Linked DNA regions of Sus scrofa: region 1 is linked to region 2. A link is a contact called in public Hi-C data. All regions are on one chromosome and are shown on one strand. Each heading gives the region's core, a stretch centred on a gene start, on an enhancer-like site or on the middle of the called end of the contact. The rest is flanking DNA. Distances are from core to core; before and after follow the strand shown. Region 1 has its middle 220 kb from the start of FAM84B. Region 2 has its middle 430 kb from the start of MYC.

Region 1 (7,144 bases), core at 4,434-6,933, 340 kb before region 2:
GTCCATATGATACTGCTGTGACTTAAGATAAATCAGTTCATTAACAATATCGAATGTGGGCAATAGAAGAAGTTTGTGAGATAGAACTTGTCTATTCCAAGGTCTACAAATAATTTTCTATTGCACTGAAATCTAGTGGGAAGAAGAGACTTGGATCTGATATGAAAACCTAAAGGACAATATGTATTTCCACCTACATTTTGTGAAATCTGATAAACACAGAGTAGGGAGAAGAGAAAGAACACTGATCTCAATTCATTAAGTTTAATAGGCTGATTTGACTGAGTTACCCACAATGCCAGCTCACTTCCAGTGTAATATGTTTAACTTGAGATGTTGCAGATTTATTGTTTCATATGTGAATGACTGTCGGATGCTCTTCCCCAAGCCTAGGGGCATATGCCATGCTTGTGTTGAAACGTGCCTTTTCTTGTTGCCTCTATTTCCCAACAATACCTAGAGAAGATGTCAGTAGAAAAAAATGCAAGTTTGAAATTCCTGTTTTAGATCTATTTTAATTATCTGGCTAAAGAGCAGTCTGCAAGCCGCTGAAAGTCCACTATCACCAAAGGGATGCAGTACCGAGAAAGACCTGGTGAAAAGGCTCAGGAAAATACAGCTACATACGTTCCTGAGGTCATCAGCTTTGGTGTTTAGAGTCTGAGGAACTGCTGTGCGGTGGAGACGGAGCAGATAAGGGCCATTTTCTAAGGGAATCTGGAGAAGCTGAGTTCCAGTAATGTGAATTCCCTGGCTCTAAAGCACAAGATTTGAGTTTAAAAGGGTGTCCTACAGTCCAGATCTGACATGGATTAAAGGAGAAATGAGAGTCCAGACAGGTTAACCAAGCTGGTGAAAGATGTCTCATCCATTATTATCACCTTAATTCCAAATGCATCATTACCTCAGTTCCCAATATGCTCGCAGCACAGAGTCTTTAGAGACACAAAGATATTTCAGACATGGCCACTGTCTCCAAGGAGACGATACACAGAAAATTCATGAGACTCATTTGATGGCAGGTATTTAATCTTATTCCATTCGTCTTGGATTGGGCATTGCAAAAATGCTTCTCAAATGAATGTGCTGGGTAGTGCAGAAGGACGCAAGGAAAGTATATCTGTGTTGGAAGTTGAAAGATGGTGTCAGATATGGCTTCACAGAAGTTGTTTTAGCAGAAGAGTAAAGATAACATGAAGTCCCCAGATAGACAAGGCAAGGAAGGGCATTTCAGAAAGAATTCATAGGTGCCTAATGCTTGGAGAACTGTCAAGGCACTTCACACAAGAGGGGAAGGTATGAGAGTCTGGAAGATGTCAGGAGAACCACAGACACAGGCCAGATAATGAAGGATTGGGGGTGAAGTCTCTGCAGCATCGGGCTTCTTGAACCATCTATGGTGAAGAACCATGGTTGGTTTTTATCCTCCAGTCTTTGGCGGAGTGGAAGGAGGATACCATGGCATGTTGAGTGTCTCTAGGTGTCACTCTCTTATTATGAGCAGGAGCAAAGGCCGGCTGTGGGCCCCATTTGAGGGGCACGGTTGAGGATGAGGAACCACCAGGACTGATGTAAACAGGGAAATGGCTTGATGCAATTAGTGTCCTGGGAAGGTCATGCTGGCAACCAGGTGGAGAAAGGTTACAAGTGGAGACTGAGTCAGGGAGATGAGTCAGGAAACTGGTGCACTGGTCCAGATGAGAGGTGGTGAGGCTCTGAACTGGGGTCATGCATTTGCTAATGGGGAATGAATCCTGCCTTTAAGAACCGTTTCTGGAGTTCTCCTTGTGGCCCAGTGGGTTAAGAACATGACATAGTGTTTGTGAGGGTTCATTCCCTGGCCTCAGAGGGTTAAGGATCTGGCGTTGCTGCAGGTTGCAACATAGGTTGCAGATGTGGCTGGGATCCAGTGTTGCTGTGGCTGTGGTGTAGGCCAATAGCTGCAGCTCTGATTGGCCCCCTAGCCTGGGAACTTCCTAAACTTCCTATGCTGCAGGTATGGCCCTAAGAAGGAAAAAAAATAATAATAATAATAAAGAGAGAGAACCATTTCTAAAGCAAAAATGCCAGAAGTTGGTGACTGGAATATGTGAGGAGGCAGAGAGAGGGTGAGAGATTTCTCAAAAACTTAGGGGGTTGGGAGTTCAGTTAAAAGAAGTTTGAGCTTGAAATATTGAAATGGGATCCTGAGGACTGTCCCAGGGAGAGCTTCACTATATCAGGGAATGGGTTTTTTGTTTTTTGTTTTTTTTGAAGGGCGAAACAAAGATAACACTCAAACTTTAAGAATCAGAACCAGCTCCAAGCAGCCAAATTGGCCTAAACACATATATGCTAAACTTGGTTGTCGCAATGCAGTTTGACAGCAGAACATTCCTCTGCTCTAAAGTCATGAACAAAATTACAGATTTGTCATTGTAACCCTATCCCAACTTCCTGTTTGAAAGCTTCCTATCTTTCCAACAGACTCAAAAACAAGCTCCAGCTGGCCTGATAAAATGAAAATTGCTCTTTAGGTGCAAAGAGCCACTGCTTCTGCTGTGCTGTGCAGAATGCCGTTTTGCTGCTGTGACTCATGGGACAGTTTGGTGGGGATGGGGGGTGGGGGACTTGAAACCTGGGACACGCACTTCATGACTCCTCTGTTTTTTACCAAATGGGGGGAGAAATAATTCTGAAGGTCTTTCCACTTTGTTGACACCTGCTCAAACCTCCCACCCCCTACACCTCTGTTCTTTCATACAACTCGGATGTTCTGCTCACTTGCCATTTTCCACAGGTGTGTGCATCTCTTTTCTGTGATAACTGCTGGCTCTCAACCCTATTGCCAGCACAAGGCCTGTTTTAGATAGACGGAATAAGGGTTGGCTTGAATTTCCACTGCTGTGTTGAATAAGAATGGTGAGAATAGATATCTTTGCCTTGTTTCTGATCTTAGAGGTAAAATATTCAGTCTTTCGCCTTGAAGTACAATGTTAGCCGCAGAGTTTTTTGGTTTATTTTCTTTATCAAATTAAGGTAATTCCCTTCTATTCCTAATTTGTTGAGAATTTTTTTTATCATCAGTGAGTCCTGAATTTTGTCAAATGCTTTTTCTCATCAATTTATAGGATCATATACCTTTTCTCCTTTAGTCTGTTGATATGGTGGATTATGTTAATTGGTTTTTGAATATTGAACTAGGTCTTACATGCCTGGAATACATCCCAGTTGATCACGACATGTAATTCTTTTTAGATATTGCTGGATTCAATTTACTAGTACTTATTGAAAAATTTTGCAACTAAATGTATGAGAGATGCTGGTATGTAGTTATCTTTTTCTTACACAATCCCTTTTGTGGTTTAGTGTCATGGTAATGATACATAAAATAAGTTGGGAAGGGTTACTTTCTCTTCTGTTTATTGGAAGGGATTGTGTAAATGTGGTGTTAATTCTTCTATAAATGTTTGGTAAATTTCTTCACCGAAACCATCTGGGGCTGAAGATTTCTTTTTGGGGAGCTTTATATTACAGATTAAACTTTTTTAATGGTTATAGGCCTCTTCAGGAATCTATTAAATCTTGTTTGAATGATGGTACCTTGTGAATTTTGAGGAATTGGTCCATTTCTTTAATGTTGTCAAGTTTATGAGCATAAAGTTATTTGTATTGCTCTCATATGATTCTTTTAATGGCCATAGGATCTATAGTAATATCCTCTGTTCTATGCCTGATCTTGGTGATTTATGTATTTTCATCTTAGTCTTTGTCAGTCCTGCTAGAGGTTTATTAACTTTATTGAAGAAGCCCGCTTTTTGTTTCACTGATTTTTCTTTATTGTCTTCCCATTTTTGGTTATATTTATTTCTGCTCTTATCTCTGATATTTTATTTTTTCTTCTTGATTTGTGTTTATATTGCACTTATTTTTCTAGGGTTTTTTTGATGTAATTATTTATTTGAGACCTATTATCTTTTCTGATGTCTTAGGTGCTATAAATTACTTTCTCATCATGGCTTAAGATGCACCCCACGTATTTTGATATGTTGTATTTTCATTTAGTCCTGTGTGCTTTTTTTTTTTTTTTTAATCCTTTGAGGCTTCCTCTGTAAACCATGGGCTATTTAGAAATACGTGTTTTAATTTCAAGGTATCTTGAGATTTTCCTGCTGTTTGTTCTGTTATTGAATTTAGTTCACCTCCATTATGGTTAAATAATATACTTTTATAATTTCAGTTCTTTAAAATTTGTTGAGGCTTGTTTTATGGCCCAGAATATGTCTATCTTAGTAAATGTCCTATGATTTCTTGAAAAAAAAATGTGTATTCTACTATTGTTGGGTAGATTGTTCTGTATATGTCAATTAGATTTTACTGTTTGGTTGTATTGCTCCATTCTATAACTTTGCTGATTTTCTGTCTGGTAGTTCTGTTACTTTCTATGAGTAAAGTGTTAAGAGTCCTCAACTACAGTTCTTCTTTCAGCTTTATGAGTTTTTGTTTTATATGTTTTGAGGGTTTGTTCTTTAGTGCATATATATTTAGGATTACTATTTTCCTGTAGATTGTTTTATCATCATGTGATGCCCCAACCATATATATTACTTTATTATATATACATGTATATCACACATATGTATATGCTCTATTATTCATGTGTATGAGTACAATTGAAAGATAATGGATTATATAGTAATGTTAGTATACAATCCATTGTCTTTTGGTATTACTCTGTTTTCTTTCTTTTTCTTTTTTTTTGTTATCTTTTTGTGATTTCTTGGGCTGCCCCCGTGGCATTTGGAGGTTCCCAGGCTAGGCGTCTAATCGGAGCTGTAGCTGCCGGCCTACACCAGAGCCACAGCTACGCAGGATCTGAGCCACGTCTGTGACCTACACCACAGCTCACGACAATGCTGGATCCTTAACCCACTGAGCAAGGCCAGGGATCGAACCTGCAACCTCATGCTTCCTAGTTGGCTTCGTTTCCTCTTTGCCACAACAGGAGCTCCCTGATCTCTTCTTTCTTATTGTTGCCCTCCGTCCTTTCTGGCTTCTTTATTCCTCATCCCTCCTCTCCTCAGTCTCAGTGTTCACAGTAGGCATAAACTTCACTGTAGCACATACGCCACTGTGTCGTAATCCCCTGTTTATGTGGCTCTCTCCACCTTGTTCCTGATGAGTTCCTCAAGGTCGGTGACTGCACCTTATTTATCTTTGTGAATGTGGTGTTGAAAAGCTCTGAGAGCTGATCAGTACGTTCTGATAGCATTTCGGTCTCATTACATGTAACCATAGAGGTGGTCATTGCTCCCGGTCAGCTATTCCTTTTGAGTACGAAATGTCCTAGTTTCAGAGGCAATTAAGCTTTCCTTTTGAATGATGCACTCTTTTAATTGGCTGATGGACAAAAATATGATCAGGGAATCCTAGTCAAGCATGTAGACCTCTGGATTCAGCAGGAAATGTGAGCATCGGGGCCCTCCACAGTCTCTGAACCTCTTTTTGATTTGCTTTTCGGAAGAGGCTCTATGGGGTGAAATCATGGCTGTGGTGCAAGCAGTCAGGATGAGAACTGCTGGCTCATTGGAATGGCTCCCCCCACCCACCCCGAATCCACAAGTGGCAAGACCAACAGCTGTGCTACACCGCTGCCTGCATCTTTCAAGACTTTACTGACTGCTTCCAGGGTTCCCTGGCCTATGAATCATCCCTCTCCTGTTACTCATCGCTTACGAGCCTCACAAGCGATACTGACATTGTTTGAATCCAGGCATCCTGAATCAGAAAGTGTCCCCAAACCCCAGACTCCCTACGCTGCTCCGTGGGGGCTAGAAATCTTCTCCTATCTTACTCCACAAAGGAAGTGATATTCTCCCAGGAGCACCAGTCCCGGCCACCCTGGCCGCTGATAACAAGCCTCCTGTCATCCACGGGCTAAGGCCCCTCCCACCTCCTTTCTTACTTTTTAGTAACAGCAGCAGCTGCCTCAAGTCATACAGTTTCTTCTTGTTACTCTTGATCTTTCTTTCTTCAAAAAAAAGGTTAACAGAGTCTTTACCTTCCTCAGACTGCTTTCCCAATGTGAGGCCAAGAGATTAAATTGTCCCCCCTGGGGGGGGGGGTGAGACTCGGACCCACCAGCTGTGGCTGCTGGCTTCCCCTGATTGTCAGTGACTTCATTGAAAACCTATGTGTGATCTTTCAACATGTCCACAAGTGGACGGAGGAAAAAAAACTCGCTGCTGGAAAAAAATTTCCTGATGTGTCACTAAGTGCATACACATGATGAAACGGGAGCTCAGGACAGTCATTTCAAATGACTCCCTGGCCTCTCTGTCTTCCTGTCTTCGGAGTTTAGCAGCCAGATTCCAGAGCTTTGCCACACAGAGAGTCGAGTCTTTGAGCTGGGCAAGCAGGGGGTTCTGGAGGGAAGCAGGAAGTGTGAGCAAGGCCTGGTCACCCACTCAAGGCCCATGTCAGTGCCTTGGGCAGTTCAGTCACAGAGTTCCTAGGAGTCAGAGAGCACTCTCAGCCTGTTCAGGCATCCTTTTAGCAAATAAACACTGGGATAGGTCCTACAGATGGAGTGGCTTCTCTCAGGGCACTTACAGTCTAGTGGGGGAGTGGGATATTGCCCAAGTAAATATGACTGAAATGTAGGAGGCTTGGCCGCAGTGGGAAATAAAAGGGGATGACTTACTTTGTCTGGGGTGGAGGAGAGCCACAAGCCTCTGAGCAGAAGCTGGCCCTGCAGTTAAATTTAGCACGTTCCCTCATTCACTCAGCATTATTGAGTTTTTACAAAGCCAGTCACTATGTTATGTGTTATGAATACAAATATAAATGAGACATGGCACCTACCCTCCCAGCCTTTCCATGGTGGAGAGATACGTAAATATTCAATTTATATATATATATATATATATATATATATATATAGTCTTTTTAGCACCGCACCCAGGGCATATGGAGGTTCCTAGCCTAGGGATCAGATCAGAGCTGCAGCTACCAGCTTATGCCACAGCCACAGCAATGTGGGATCCAAGCTGTGTCTGCGACCTACACCACAGCTCATGGCAACACTGGATCCTTAACCCACTGAGTGAGGCCAGTGATCAAACCTGCATCCTCATGGATGCTACAATTAAAATATATTTTATAG
Region 2 (6,241 bases), core at 1,724-4,223:
AGGGAGAGAGTGAGAAAGGGAAATTAAAAAAAAGAAAAAAAAAAGAAAAGCATCGTATAATGAAGAAGCTAAATTTGCTAATAGAATTAATCTACTCTTCTTTAATGTAGGAGCAGGTCCACCCCAATGGTTAGTTTTTGGCGCAGTTATCACGAATGGGAATAGTCAATGCTTATCTAGAGATGCATTTAAGATCATCAAGTGGAATGGGGGTTATGCTGTTTATCATCAAGCACCATTACAAAGCACTAGCTGATGTGCCTATCTTAAGACCGTTTGCCATTTTGCTGAGTGGAGAAGTATCTAGGCCTCTTCCATGTGTCAGAATAATAATTACAAAAGCCATAGTTTATTGGTCACTTGCCACATATCAGGTACTTTTCTTATGTTTTTTCTTTCATCCTCAAACATCTCAGTGATGGAGGTATTTCTAGTGTAATTTCTAGGTAAGAAAACTAAGTTTTAGAAATAGTGAGTTAGGCACCTGAGATTAGTTACCTAGAAAGTGACAAAGTCCAGATTCCAACTGAGGATGATATATATACTTCCAAAGCTAACACACATGTAACCAACACACTGTAGAGTCTATTATGTGTGTAGGAAAAAGGAGGGCTTGAATTGAGGGAAATCTAATCCCTGATCCATTTGGCAAATTATTTTCTGCAGTCGGTGGCATTGGTGGTTAGTGGATAAGAATAAGGACCTTGTGGGGGTGGGTAAGAAACTCACGGCAGCGAAGAATACACAGAAGGCCCCAGGCCATGGATCATGAATGAATGAATGCATCAGCTTCCCTGTAGCCACACTGGAGATGAAGGAGGAAGGCATGCCTCAGTATTTCTCTCCTTTTTTAAATGCACAGTCTGCATATTTTATAGATACACGCAGGTCACTAAAGCACGTAAAAATAAAAGCTTACAGTCCAAAGACCGAAGTGCACAGAAGTTGACGGAATGTCGTACTCGCTGAAATCGTACTATGTACACAGGGTTGCACACTCTCCTCATTTAAACCTCATAACTTCTCTGCAAAGAATCTCATTCACTTGTGGAGTTAGAAACTGATCTTGGAGAAATTAAACAAACCACCAAGCCCCTTAGGAGAAGAATCTTGTGATTAAACCCATAAATCTCTAAGACCAAAGGCCAAGCGTTGGTCAGTGGATTAAAATAATAAATTATGGAGTTCCCGTTGTGGCTCAGTGGGTTAAGAACCTGGCATAGTGTCCGTGAGGATGCAGGTTCAATCCTTGGCCTTGTTCATTGGGTTAAGGATTGGCATTGCTGTGATGCAGGTTGCAGATGTGGCTCAGATCCCACATTGCTATGGCTGTGGTGAAGGCAGGCAGCTGCAGCTCCAGTTTCACCCCTAGCCCAAGATCTTCCAGTTGCTGCAGGTACAGCCCTAAAAAGAAACATACACACACACACACAAAAATTTCCCTCCATGCTTCCTATCTTTCCAATTTTGAAACATGAATTTAGTGCCAATTCAAAACAATTAAATTGTCAACATTAATTTTAAAGTGGATTAAATTTATTTTAATATTAAATGATGTGAATATTAAATAAGAAAAATAAATCTGGTTATTTCTGTTTCAAATCCATATAATGGTCAAATTTAAGAAAAATATGTTGACAAAGAAAGAAAAATGGCCTCAAAGAGAAACATTCATTGAATTTTCTTTCCTCTCTCCCTCTCATTTAAATTAAACTCAGTAAATACTGAGTAACTCCTATATGTCAATCTGGGAATAATACAGCTTTTAAAAATGTTGCTAAGGGAGTTCCCTTGTGGTACAGTAGGTTAAGGATCTGGTATTGTCACTACAGTGGCTCAGGTCACTGCTGCGATGTGGGTTTGATCCCTGGCCTAGGAACTTCCACATGCTGTGGGAGTGGCCAAGAAGAAAAAAAATATTGCTAAGATTATGGGTGAAAAAAAGATTGTAGGTGAAAAAAAAATAATTTAGTTTATCTTGTTTTGTTTATAGATTTATAAGCTACTTTAAAATTTTTTCTGAAATAAGGTTAGAAGAATAAAAACTAAATAACACAGGTGTAAAAATAAAGTATTAAAATAGCAACCCTCTATAAAATTAGAAAACATTCATAAGATAACTTTTTTAACCTACCATTGTCACCTAATACAGGTAGAAATCAAATTTCCCTTTATTTAGAGAAGATTCTGCTATAAATATTAACAAAACAATATGTGTGCATTTTCTACTTTTATTTTGGTTAATAGTAATAGCCACGACATTGAATGATTACTGTGTACCCGACACTAAAATAAATATTTTTCATATGTTGTTATTTCATCCTTAGAAACTCCTGAGAAGTAGACCTAAGTGGTCCCATTTTAGAGATGAGAACACTGAGCTCAGAGGGGATAATCCTATAACTAGAAAGAGGTCGAGCTGGGATTTGAACCCACCTGACAAAAGACTGTGCTTTAAATTATTGCATTTTCCTGATTTCCAAGGATGATTAAATCCTTCCCCAGAACGCAAGTGCTCTGTGACTTCTAACCAGCATCTCCGCTGGGTACCAGGTTTGTTCTAAAATGAGAAAGGGCCCTCAGCATCACACATGGAAATCCACATTCCTTACATGGATTCATTCAAAAGCACCCAGATTTCACAAGAGGAAGTGATGAGGCATTTTTCTGAGGTGTTGAAATCCTTCCCTCTATGAGTCACCAATAGAAAGAAAAAAAACAAAGCTCTGAAAATTCCTCAAAGGTAAAGGTAGCCTTTCTTCTCCCAAAGTTCTAATATGGTCCCAAGAGGAAATAAAAGCTTGCATAATTTAGGCCCCAGTGATTCTTCTTTCATTCTTATTAACTGCAAATCTTTGCCACATTTTTCTTTACTAATTGGTTAAATGCTTAAGCTCCTGAGTCACTGGGCCGTCTACTGGTTAGAGCTTGTTCTTGCTCTTCCACCCTGAAATGGAACTTAGAAGGAATTAGGCACCAAGATCCCACAGTCACATTGTGAAAGCAAGCCAGCGATGAAATCAACCCCCGCCGAGAGGGATGGACAGGCGTGAGCATTGAAACCAATGAATGCTGAGTCAAGGCTTTCAGATATGTTGCCAGTGGGAAGAAGATAGAAAAATTCTGTTTCTTCAGTTATGCATATATGCACTCTTCCCTCCAGAGCTCTGGGTTTCATACCGGCCCTCGTGTCCTTGTTACATTCAGGAGCGCAGCTCTGTGGAACCTGTTAGTGGAAAATAGATTTGAACTTCTCTCCAGTGGTGGTGGAGCCAGACACAAGATCAGCTTTCCTGCTCTGAGTGGCTTAAGGAGGCTCTGAGAAGCCAGAAGATTGTCAAGGCCACAGACGCTGAGAAAACCAACTGCACACTCCTTGAGGCACGAAAGGACTTTAGCCATAAGCGTGTACAAGAGGTGGGAAAGTGGCCTCTTCTAGAAAAGTCTCAGCTTCAGCTACTTCATTTCACACTACGCAGTGCCAGGCAAAGCTCCGTGTAGGTTCTCCATTAATCACTGTCATGTAAATCACAGGAAAAAAGCTATGAGGAGCATCCACTAGCTGTATCTATTGATACAAACTCCTTATACAGCCTTCCACTGATCAGTCCCGGCATACTTTTCCAAAGCTTGTCTCCCCTTTACTCATCAGCAGTGTAGCTGCCAGAATGTTCACAGTTCCCCAGAAGCTGTATTCCGTCATGCTTCTCTCATTTACATTCTCCATCCTTCCCTAGACACCACTGTCTTCCTAAATATCACACCTGACTATGTCGCATGCATGCACACACCCCACATTAATCGGAATCTCCACCTGTGGGTGTAGAATGGAATCCAAGCCCATTAACCTGGCATAAAAGACCCTTCTCAATCCAGTTTCAACCTGCTCCCCCAGAATCATCTCCACTCTCCTCTTCATCTTCTCCCTTCCCTGATGTCACCACAAAATCATCTTATATTTGTCACCATTCCCAGGGGATACCAAACTGAACGCTGTACCTTTGTGAACTAAGGCTTCTCCACCTGATGTTGTCATCTCCTCTGTCTCTGCCGAGAAGATTCCTTCCCACCTTCCATCAGGTAGTCCTCATAGCTCTTCTGAGAAGCCCTTTCCAACGCCCCAAGATGGAGTCTTCCAAGAAAAAGCAGCTTTCTTAATTCACACATCTCACTACTACACTGAAATAGCTTAACTGCCCATCTCCTTATGAATCTGTGTATTTCTAGAAGACAGGGATCATTTTCTATTTCTGATTCTCCAGCACCTAACCCAATGCATCTCATATTGAGTTGCTTAGTACATATTTGTAGAATAAATAGTAAGTGCACTGGGTGACCTGGCATTTGGTGATGATATTGGCGGTCCTGCAAAGGCTGCTTGTGATCAAACAGGCTCCCCTGCATTTCTGAAAGCCCTACCATCAGCTTTGAGACCACCCCCCTCTCCTCTGAATATCTTGGTCTTCCAAAGACAGCAAGGCCTGAGGGAGCAGAAAGCAGGAGGTGTGAGCTTCAGGATTCACCAGGATCTCACGCTTGCTTAGAACAGTAGAGGACGCCAATGGGAGGCTAATAGGTATTGAAATCATCACCTACTTTTGTGAACACGGTAGATCTGAATAAAATGCTCTGTGAATTGTAACTCATTAAAGCTTGAGTCCTAACTCCATAAAGCACACTTATAGAATGCCAAGGCCAGAAAGACCTCCATAGCAACCACTCTATTGCAGAGGCAAGAACACTGAGACCCAGAGATCGAAAGAAACAGGAACAAGAATAGAAACAATAAATTCACAGCCACAGACTGGTAGAAAACAGTTCCTAGTAGAAGGAAGGGGTGTCTATTTAAAGTGCCAGCTTCTCTCTGCTTATCTGAGAAGCACTCAGGCCACTCAGCTCTGCACTCGATCCCAGATCCCCTTGCAGGGCACAGCAGATCTGGGAAGCTGCCATGGACCTTGGCAGCTCTCACGGTGCTTGCAGAACATTGACATTTGTCTTGGGGGTGACTAAGAGAGAAGATTTGCCTTGGTTAGAAATTAGTCAGATGGCATTTCCTTCGGCTTTGCTTTCATTTCACAGTGAAAGGTTGAAGTGCATGAAGCTTTTGGTTTTCCTGTCAGATTATTTCATTAATGATCTCTAGTTATTGCATAGTTTCTAGATGCCTAGGGCATGAGAACTTGATAATGAAGGATGCCCCCAAACTCCAGGAGAGGTTGGCAGATGCTAACGAGGGGGCCTCAGGAGAACTCATGCCAAGCCCTATACCTTGATTTTCTCACTTGTAAAATGAAGGGTTTTGACCAGGTAGCTCTGAGTCTCCTTCTTGCTCTGAGAGTCCTTGTGCCTCCAAGGCCACTGATGAACTGTCATTCACTTAGCACATTTTGCTCTTGCTTCTTGTGTGCTGGGCTCTATGGTTGGCCCTAAGAAGGGAATGACGCCAAAATGAACTTGATTCCTGCCATCATGGAGCTCCAGGTCTGGTAGAGAAGAGCCCAACAATAAACCACTGGAAAACACACATAACAATTGTCACCCATCCTCAAAGCAGTAAGAAGGATCTGAGTATTTGGTTCCATAGTATAAGGAAGTACATGGCGGGGGAGGGTGCTCATTTTATTTTATTTTATTTTTTGTCTTTTTGCTATTTCTTTTTTTTTTTTTTTTGTCTTTTTGCTATTTCTTGGGCCGCTCCCGCGGCATATGGAGGTTCCCAGGCTAGGGGTCGAATCAGAGCTGTAGCCACTGGCCTACACCAGAGCCACAGCAACGCGGGATCCAAGCCGCGTCTGCAACCTACACCACAGCTCACGGCAACGCCGGATCGTTAACCCACTGAGCAAGGGCAGGGACCGAACCCGCAACCTCGTGGTTCCTAGTCGGATTCGTTAACCACTGCGCCACGACGGGAACTCCCGGGTGCTCATTTTAGATGGAAGGTCTTCTCTGGGAGGGGGCTTCTAAGCTGAGACTTAAAGGCTTTACAAAGCTAGCAACTAGAAACATTAAGGCTTGAGCTTTCCAGGCAGAGAGAACAGAATGAGTAAGAGGCTGAAGGGGAAAAAAGGGTAATTTGGTCTGTTGGAGAAACTGAAAGAAGATGAGTGTGATCATAGGGCAGTGAGCCAGGCAACAGAAGGGGACTGTTCCAAATGGGTGAGAAGGGGCGGGAAGCATGAAAAGGTCAAAATGTAGGTTTCAGTATCACTGCAAGGGAGTTCATTAAGTGAGAAGG

The links. Hi-C and Micro-C count contacts between places; a contact is called where the count stands out from the background.
Region 1: a contact with region 2 is called in a Hi-C map of fibroblasts, with 2.5 times the contacts expected there. The contact joins two enhancer-like sites. A contact is called at or near these places in 2 of 47 Hi-C or Micro-C datasets (adipocytes and fibroblasts).

Annotation. Positions count from the first base shown.
Region 1 is chr4:13,222,725-13,229,868 of Sscrofa11.1, reverse strand. No RefSeq gene overlaps it. Among named protein-coding and RNA genes, the nearest start is that of FAM84B, 220 kb to the left of the region's middle. Within about 2 kb of position 5,683, at least 16 of the 83 cell types and tissues checked have an H3K27ac peak or open chromatin away from gene starts, as enhancers often do.
Region 2 is chr4:12,884,518-12,890,758 of Sscrofa11.1, reverse strand. No RefSeq gene overlaps it. Among named protein-coding and RNA genes, the nearest start is that of MYC, 430 kb to the right of the region's middle. Within about 2 kb of position 2,973, at least 22 of the 83 cell types and tissues checked have an H3K27ac peak or open chromatin away from gene starts, as enhancers often do.